Linked DNA regions of Ovis aries: region 1 is linked to region 2. A link is a contact called in public Hi-C data. All regions are on one chromosome and are shown on one strand. Each heading gives the region's core, a stretch centred on a gene start, on an enhancer-like site or on the middle of the called end of the contact. The rest is flanking DNA. Distances are from core to core; before and after follow the strand shown. Region 1 holds the start of SKOR1 (SKI family transcriptional corepressor 1). Region 2 holds the start of AAGAB (alpha and gamma adaptin binding protein).

What was found. Hi-C and Micro-C count contacts between places; a contact is called where the count stands out from the background.
Region 1: a contact with region 2 is called in a Hi-C map of skin fibroblasts, with 2.1 times the contacts expected there. The contact joins the promoter of SKOR1 here to the promoter of AAGAB in region 2. A contact is called at or near these places in 4 of 16 Hi-C or Micro-C datasets (hypothalamus, omental adipose tissue, skin fibroblasts and 1 more).

Annotation. Positions count from the first base shown.
Region 1 is chr7:14,630,726-14,634,487 of ARS-UI_Ramb_v3.0, reverse strand. SKOR1 (SKI family transcriptional corepressor 1) reads right to left here and starts at 2,277. Exons shown (of 8, transcript XM_042252088.2): 1 at 1-2,277.
Region 2 is chr7:14,072,456-14,076,069 of ARS-UI_Ramb_v3.0, reverse strand. It overlaps AAGAB (alpha and gamma adaptin binding protein), which reads left to right and starts at 2,266. Exons shown (of 10, transcript XR_009601420.1): 1 at 2,266-2,342.

The DNA.
Region 1 (3,762 bases), core at 1,028-3,527, 560 kb before region 2:
GGCCACACAGCAAAGCCATTGCCAAAGCCAGGCTTCCTGGTGCCCAGATCCGTAAGACTTCGGCCACCCTCGCAGCCTGCCCTATCCGCCCGGGTCCCGAAGCTCGGACTTCGGGGACAGGCCGCCCCTCTGCTCAGTCGCGCATGCACGCGGGCGGGGGCAGCGCTGAGAGGAATAGGGAGGGGGGAGGGGCGGTCACTGCCCATCTCCAGACAGCAGGGGGCGGGGCGGGGGGGTGGTAAGGAGAAGGAGGAGGGTCTAGAGGCCGTGAGGGAGGCGGAGAGAGACAGAGACGGCCGCTGTTCGCGGTGCTGAACCCGACTCTCTCCAAAGCTCGCTGTGAGCGCCCAGCCCTGGAGCTGCCCTGCTGCACCCAGCTCCGTGCAGCTGGCTCCCTGGGATAACAGCACTGCTTTCCCCAAACACAAGCTTTTCCTCTTACACCCGGAACCCCGCGTTCGTTGAGCAGAAAGATTCCGGCTGGAAATATAAACCGTTTTCTTTCCAGCCATCGGTGGGATTCGGGTCAAGCAATTCCTAACCACATTTCCTGCATTTTTAAGCTGTGGTCTAGACCCAAGCTGGTTCCCCTCCGGGTCAGCACACGGGACGAAGAGGTTCTCAAGGAAGTTTCTCAGAAGCCACTTCTTTGCTTGTAGCCGCCCGCTGCCTAAGTTTTCCTCCTTCAGATATACCTTTCCCACTCAGGCCAAAAGCAGTCTTTAGGTTCTGAGCTTCTTCTTTAGGGGACATCCTCTCTCTGTCTCTCTGTCTCTCTGTCTCTCTCTCTTTTTTGGAGTATTCTTCATGCGGAGTTGTCCTGACTCATACGGGCTGAAAGGAATCCTGACCCGTCTCTGAAGCCACCCTAAGGCTCCAGGTTGAAAGTTACTTCTGGTCCCAAGCTTTACTCTCTGGCCGAGGCAGGGAGGCAGTCGCTCCGTGGACAGCGGCAGCAGGAAGGACCCAGGGACTGATGCTTGGGGCCCCCTACATGGCTCAGCCCAACCACGTGTCCTCAGACAGGGGAGGCTTGCACTGGGCCCATGGCTGCAGGCAGTCCTGCGGCTCAGACAGCCCAGTCCTGAGGGCTCCTCCTCTAAACTCAGCAGAAACTGACAAATCCATTTTCAAAGGGCAGCTTCAGCCAGACAGGGCATCCAAGCTCAAAAGCCTGGGATCTTCTTTCCCTCTGCCTCTCTCCCTCCTTCATCTGTCGATCTTATCTGTCCCTGAGCTGTCTGTCTCTCCCTGCTCGCTCCTCTTTCTCCCATCTGTCTTCATACCTTCTTCAAGTATCAAGCTATTTATCTGTTATCTATTTCATCTTTATCTCCGTGGATCAAACTGAAACTAGTTGACCCTTCTTTTGCGTTGAAGTCCCTTGCAATATTTTAGGAGGCAAAAGCACTGTCCTAACCCCTCGGCTGAGGGATCAGCAAGAAAAACCCCGCACCCCCTTCCAGAAGGGTCTTCAGGCTGGCTAGGGAGATGGAAGTGGGGTGCCGCGGCTCTGGGAAATGAAGATGTCTTCTCGGTTTCCCGAAATCGGCCAGTGTGCCCTGCCCGCTTGCAGTGAAGGCGGGCACGTCTTCTCCAAGCTGAGGGTCTGGAGTCCCCTCGGGGTCTTTCCGAGTGGGAGGAGGGGACTCCGGACCCCGGAACCAGGAGAAAGAGGACCCTAGGAACGGAACCGAATTTCAAAAGCCAGGGCAAAGCGCTGTGCGCAGCGACAAGGAGCAGCGGCCAGGGCAGCTCTGGGAGCCCTCGCCGGCTCCTGGGGCTTGAGGGGTGAGATTGGAGAGGGCGACGAGGCTGGAGTCAGGCAGCGCAGAGAGTGAGGCGATGGAGTCTTGAGGTCTAATAATAAAAACAACCACAAGAACCCATATCGGAACTAAACGAAAAAAGCTGTAGAGACAAGGCGCGGGGTCAGCCAGCTACCGGGCGCGGGTACTCACCGTGCGGCGGCGGCTGGAGCCGGGCGAGCGGTGAACGGAGGTGCGCGGCCGGCGGAGCGGCGGGCGGGAGTCGGGGATCCGCCGGGCTCTCCGGGTGACGGCGCGGCCCCTCCCCGCGCGCGCGCACAGCCGCGCTCCCGGGCTCCCCGCTCTCACACCCGCGGCCCCACTGGCCCCTCCCGCGCGGCGCAGGCTCTCAGCAGGCGCAGGGCTCCAGGGTCCCGGGCAGAAAGATGGGTGCCCTGTGCGGTTGCCCCTGAGGCCCTGGATGGGCCCGGCGCGGAGGCCGAAGCCTGGAGAGCATAGCGCGGCGACTGGCAAGGCGCGGGGACAGCCCGAGTGGCGAGCCCAGCGCGGGGCGGGCGCGCCTGACATCTGCGAGCCGGGGCGCCACACCCACCGCCCGTGCAGTCACTCGCGCCCTCCCGGGGTCCGATAGCTAGCCCGCGGGCCACGCGCCTGGCCCCGCCGCCTTCCCGCAGCTCCCGGCTCTGGGCGCCCCAGGTAAGCGGCCACACACCTGTTCCCTGAGCCCCGCACCAGCAGCCCAAGCTCGCTAAGGGGACCGGGAGGAAGGAGGAGCCCGGGGCCACAAAGTTTGCCCCCAAGAGCAAAGTGGGGGAGGGCTCAGCTCTCCAGGCTAAGTGGCAAGGAGCTAGACCAATGGCTAAGGAAGACTCAGAAGGAAAGGGCTTGAGAATCCATACCGCACTCTCGGGCCAGGGAGATGACCCTGGAAGGTCGGAGCAGAGATCAGGGTGTGAGGTGCCAGGGGATAGTAGCCGGGAAGGGGCAGAACCAACTCGCCGACGCTTCTGACTAGGACGCACTGGTGTCACGACAGCCTCCTTTCTCCTTCACTGAGCTGTGGGCTCGGGAACTGGGTTTAGGGGGGTCCTGGGCCTTTAACCACCCCCTCCATTAACACCAACCAGCCCAGGCCAGGAGCCGAGGCATCTCTGGGTGATATCTGGGGTCAACTACTAGTTGAAAGCTAGACCCCTCCCTGGCTCTCCTGTTAACTTGGTTTCCTGGTGGTGGGGTTCTAGCCCCTGATGCTGCAGACCCTCCCTGGCATCTTCTCTCTTCGAAGAGCTCCATTTCTTTCCACCTCTTCACTTTTCTGTCGATTTCTGTCTTCACCGTTCTTCCCCCCCACTGACTCAGTAGGTCCGGTTTTCTCCCTCTCTCTCAATCTTCGTCTTTCCTTATTTGAGTTACTTAGTCGTACTCCCTCCCTTTTTGCCCGCACCCAGACACTCCCTTACCCCCTCCCCCCCACCCCTCTGTGGCATTAAGTGTCCTTAATGGACACGTTAATTAAACTGTAATTAATCATACTGTCCAGTCCAAGTTTGAACAATTACCCTAATCAAACAGAAGTTAATAATGGCAGGCATGGCCCGGGGCGCGGCGGGCTGCCCGTGCAGGGGGCGCAGCGGCCGCGGCAGCTCCTGACACGGGCAGCAGCGCCGATCGCAGCCAGTCCTTGGAACCCGGGCGGTGCAATAAATCTTCCGCGGCCAGCGGCGCCGGGTCGCCCTCGCCCCCGCCCTCTCGTCTTCCCTCTCGCTCTGGGTTTCAGGCCCTCTCCCCTCCTACACTCCGGCTCCTCTAGGGTTCATCTCCCCTTCTCCTGCACTCCCCTGTGCTTTTCTCTTCTCCGCGGGCTCGCAGGGGTCTTGGGAAAAGCCTCTGGGGGTGGGAACAGATTGCCCAGGGCTACCCTCGGAGAGAGGGGGCGGCCAGGCCCTGTAACTGGCTTGCCACCTGCTCCTCGCGTGTTTTCCGGGGCTACGAA
Region 2 (3,614 bases), core at 1,017-3,516:
AAGCAAGTAGGAGTGCTGATCAACATAGATATGATTATTCCTAGTTCTTCCCAAAGAGAGATCTAGCCTCTGCTCTTAGACCCTGGGAAGTGATCAGTAGGCACCCAGAGTATCCCACTTGATGGGAATGGGGTTTATGATGGGGACTTTGATCTATGCTGTATCAGTTCTAATCTCTAGAGGAATTAGACTGAAATTATTGGTCTGCTCTCTGGGAAGGGCTGAAGACTAAAGTCAGCCAAATGGGCATTGTGACTGAACTCCAATAAAACCTCTGGACATTAAAGTCTTGGGAAACCTTCCCTAGTTGGCAATAATCTGTATATGTTGTCACATATCATGACTGAAAGGAGGTAATGCTCTCTATGACTCCACAGGGAGAAAATGGCTGGAAGCTCCATTTGAACCCCTTCTGGACTCTGCCCTGAGCCTCTCTTCCCTTGGTTGATTCTAATTTCTATTCTTTTGCTATAAAAACACTGTAATTGTAAACATAGTGCTTTTCTGAGTTTTGTGAGTGCTCTAGCAAATTAGCCAATGTGACATGGTTGGGGCTTCCAAAAGTGTAGGCAGCTGGTCTGAATTAAGGATAGTTCTAGGGGGCCCTGAACTTGTGCCTGGTGTCTAAACGAGGGCAGTCTTGTGGAGACTCTTCCCTCACACTTGACAGTTTGGCTAAACTCATTCTAGGATGATGGTGAAAGCAAGGACAAGAAAAGGTGAGGTAAGAAGATCTGGGTATGATCCATATTGCGGAAGTCTATAAAATTGGTGAGTTTAGGGGTTTAAAGAAGTCTCCCAGAGGGGAGGACCAAATCATGGCAGGAAGAAAAATTAGACCAAGTGCAGAACTGAGTAGAGTTCTGATAGTCCTTAGGGAAATAACTTCAAATTTTTAGTCAAGTAGAGCTATATATGCGTTAAAGTTGATGATATGTCAAAAATGTTTCAGAACCATCACAAATAAATGTAGGGCAGGGCGAAAGTAGTGCTTTCAACATTCTGGAAAAATCTGAGTGTAACGGTCACAAACTGAGTTGTACTGAGAAATCAAAACTTTCATGATGTTCCCCCCTCAGATTAGAGAAAGTTACTTTCCTGTGCTTTTTGTCACCTTTCCACATTCCACAAAGTTTAACTTGATTAGCAAGCTTTTATCTTGTTCCCAAGTAAGGAATTTTTATTATTTTTTAATTGCGATATAATTGACATAAACATTATATTAGCTTCACGTAGACAACATCAGTCAATATTTGTACATATTGCTAAATGATTGCCACAGTAAGGCTAGTTAACATCCATCACCACATATAGTTATAATACAACTTTTTTCTTGTGATGAGAACTTGTAAGATTTACTCAGCCGCTTTCAAATATACAGAATTATTAACTGTAATCACCATGGTGTGCATTACATCCCCAGAACACCATTATATGCAAGGGACTTTTAGAGTGAAAAAAATTGGGGTACTTAAGAAAAGCAAGTCTTCCCTTGTAGCTCAGCTGGTAAAGAATCCGCCTGCAATGCAGGAGATCGAAAGCAGTTCATCTCTTTCAACTTCCGCCCAGATACGTGTCTGATTTGTATCTCCTCCACTTCCTTACATCATAGGATCAAACTTTTCAGAATATAACATTCAAAAATGGTGCCTCAGTGGAACATGGATTTTTCCAAAGTAAAGGTCCCAGAGGGGTGTATCGTCCTGGAGTTTTACCAGAGGCGGATTGGTCGCGCTTCGACCGCGCAACCTCCATCGTCAGGCTCAAGAGGTGTGTGAGGCTGGCCAGAGAGGTCTAGGTTGGCACACTTGAGAGTTCTTTAAACCGTGGTGTTGGAGGCAATCTGAGAAGCGGCGCTTTAAGTGGGTAAGCGTAAGTGGGTAGGCTCTGCTGGGCCTCGCTCGCTCGAAGGGTTCTAGCTGGACAGGGTTAGGAGAGGCCCATTTCCCACCTGGATTAAGATAGATCCGACGGGGTCTTGGTTTTCCTTCTCCTGAGCCATGCCTACGGCCCGGCGAGAATCCCTCCCCAGGAAGGCAAGGTCTCCAGACTCGGGAACTTGCCGCAGAGGGAGCTCGTCCCCATGGCAACGCCACGCGAAGCCCAGCCTGGTCCACGCCGGGAGCGGAAGAGGGGGCAAAGGAGGAGGCAGGGCCGGCAGTGCCTTCTGAGACGCGCCTTTCTTGCGCGTCTCCCCCGCGCGCCGGCGGCCGTGGTATCGCCCAAGGCGGAAGTGGCTCCGGGAAGGAACCGGTTCTTGGGCGCAGTGATGGCTGCAGGCGTCCCCTGCGCGCTCGTTACCAGCTGCTCCTCCACCTTCTCCGCAGACCGGCTAGTGCAACGTGAGTAGCGAGGCTCCTGGGCCGACCTCCAGGCCCCAGTACGAGCCTCGGCAGGGGGCAGTCCCAGCACCGCAGCCTCTCTCGGGGCCTCGGTCCTCGCCGCGAGCCCTGGACTCTTCCTCCCCTCGGTGGTGGCCCGAGGCCCCTCGGGTGCCCCTCGGATGTGGTCATGGTGCCTAGTGCCCCAGGTGTCCACTGTTAGCTACAATACTCGTTGCTTCTCTGTCTCTACCTGGCCCACCATGGGGTTTGTTCCAGTGTTTTCTGTTAAGTAGGACCTCAACCCAGGGGTTGTCGGCGGGGAGCCGTTGAGGTGAGCAGAAAAGGCTCTCTGGGAATTGAACCTATGAACGCGAGCGTCAGGTGCAGGATTCGTGATTTATGCTGTCATCCCTGCTCTTGAGGTAGAGAGTGTGGTTCCTCTGCACCCCCTGCCGCGTGTGTATATGTTAAGACTTATTAAACTTGCCCCCTCCACTCTGAGTTATTCACTGCCTTGCCTTTCTCCTGAGACGAGGCCCTCCGCCAGCATTAGTTTTTGGTTATTATTGGGCCTAGTATTTTTCCCTCTAGACCCTCATAGTGGTTGTCAACCTAAGTCACTCTTCAAAGAATCGTAGGCGAGGAGGGGGGACCAGTGGAGTAGAGAGAGCATAGGGTTTTGGGTTTGGGGCTCGACCCTTCCACTGAGACTCCGCAAAGTTGATTATAACTCAAGACTCCTCTGTTTCAAATTGTGGCTTCGAGTCAGAACGATGACTCTCAGCTGTAAACTGTGCTCTTCAGTTTTCTGATCTGTAAAGTGGTGATAATTTTCACATGACTGTTGTGCTTAACACTTTGAGTGATCAGTCGGTAAATGGTAAATACTGTTAATAAAGCACATTCTCTCTCTAGCCCTCGGTTTCCTGATTCTGAAAGTGGGGCGTGCTAAGTCGCTTCAGTCGTGTCCGACTCTTTGCGACCTCATGGACTGTAGCTCGCCAGGCTCTTCTTTCCGTGGGATTCTCCAGACAAGAATACTGAAGTGGGTTGCAAAGATCCAGGGGATCTTCCCGACCCAAGGATCGAACCCGCGTCTCTTACGTCTCCTGCTTTGGCAGACAGGTTCTTTACCACTAGCGCCACTTGGGAAGCCCTGAAATGGGGCATATGAATCTACCTCGCGGGATTCTTTGAAGGATAGATGGTGTGACATTTTGAAAGCATTTGGTAAACTATAAAGCATTATATAAAAGTAACTTTTCCTTGTACTGGTCAAATGACAGAATA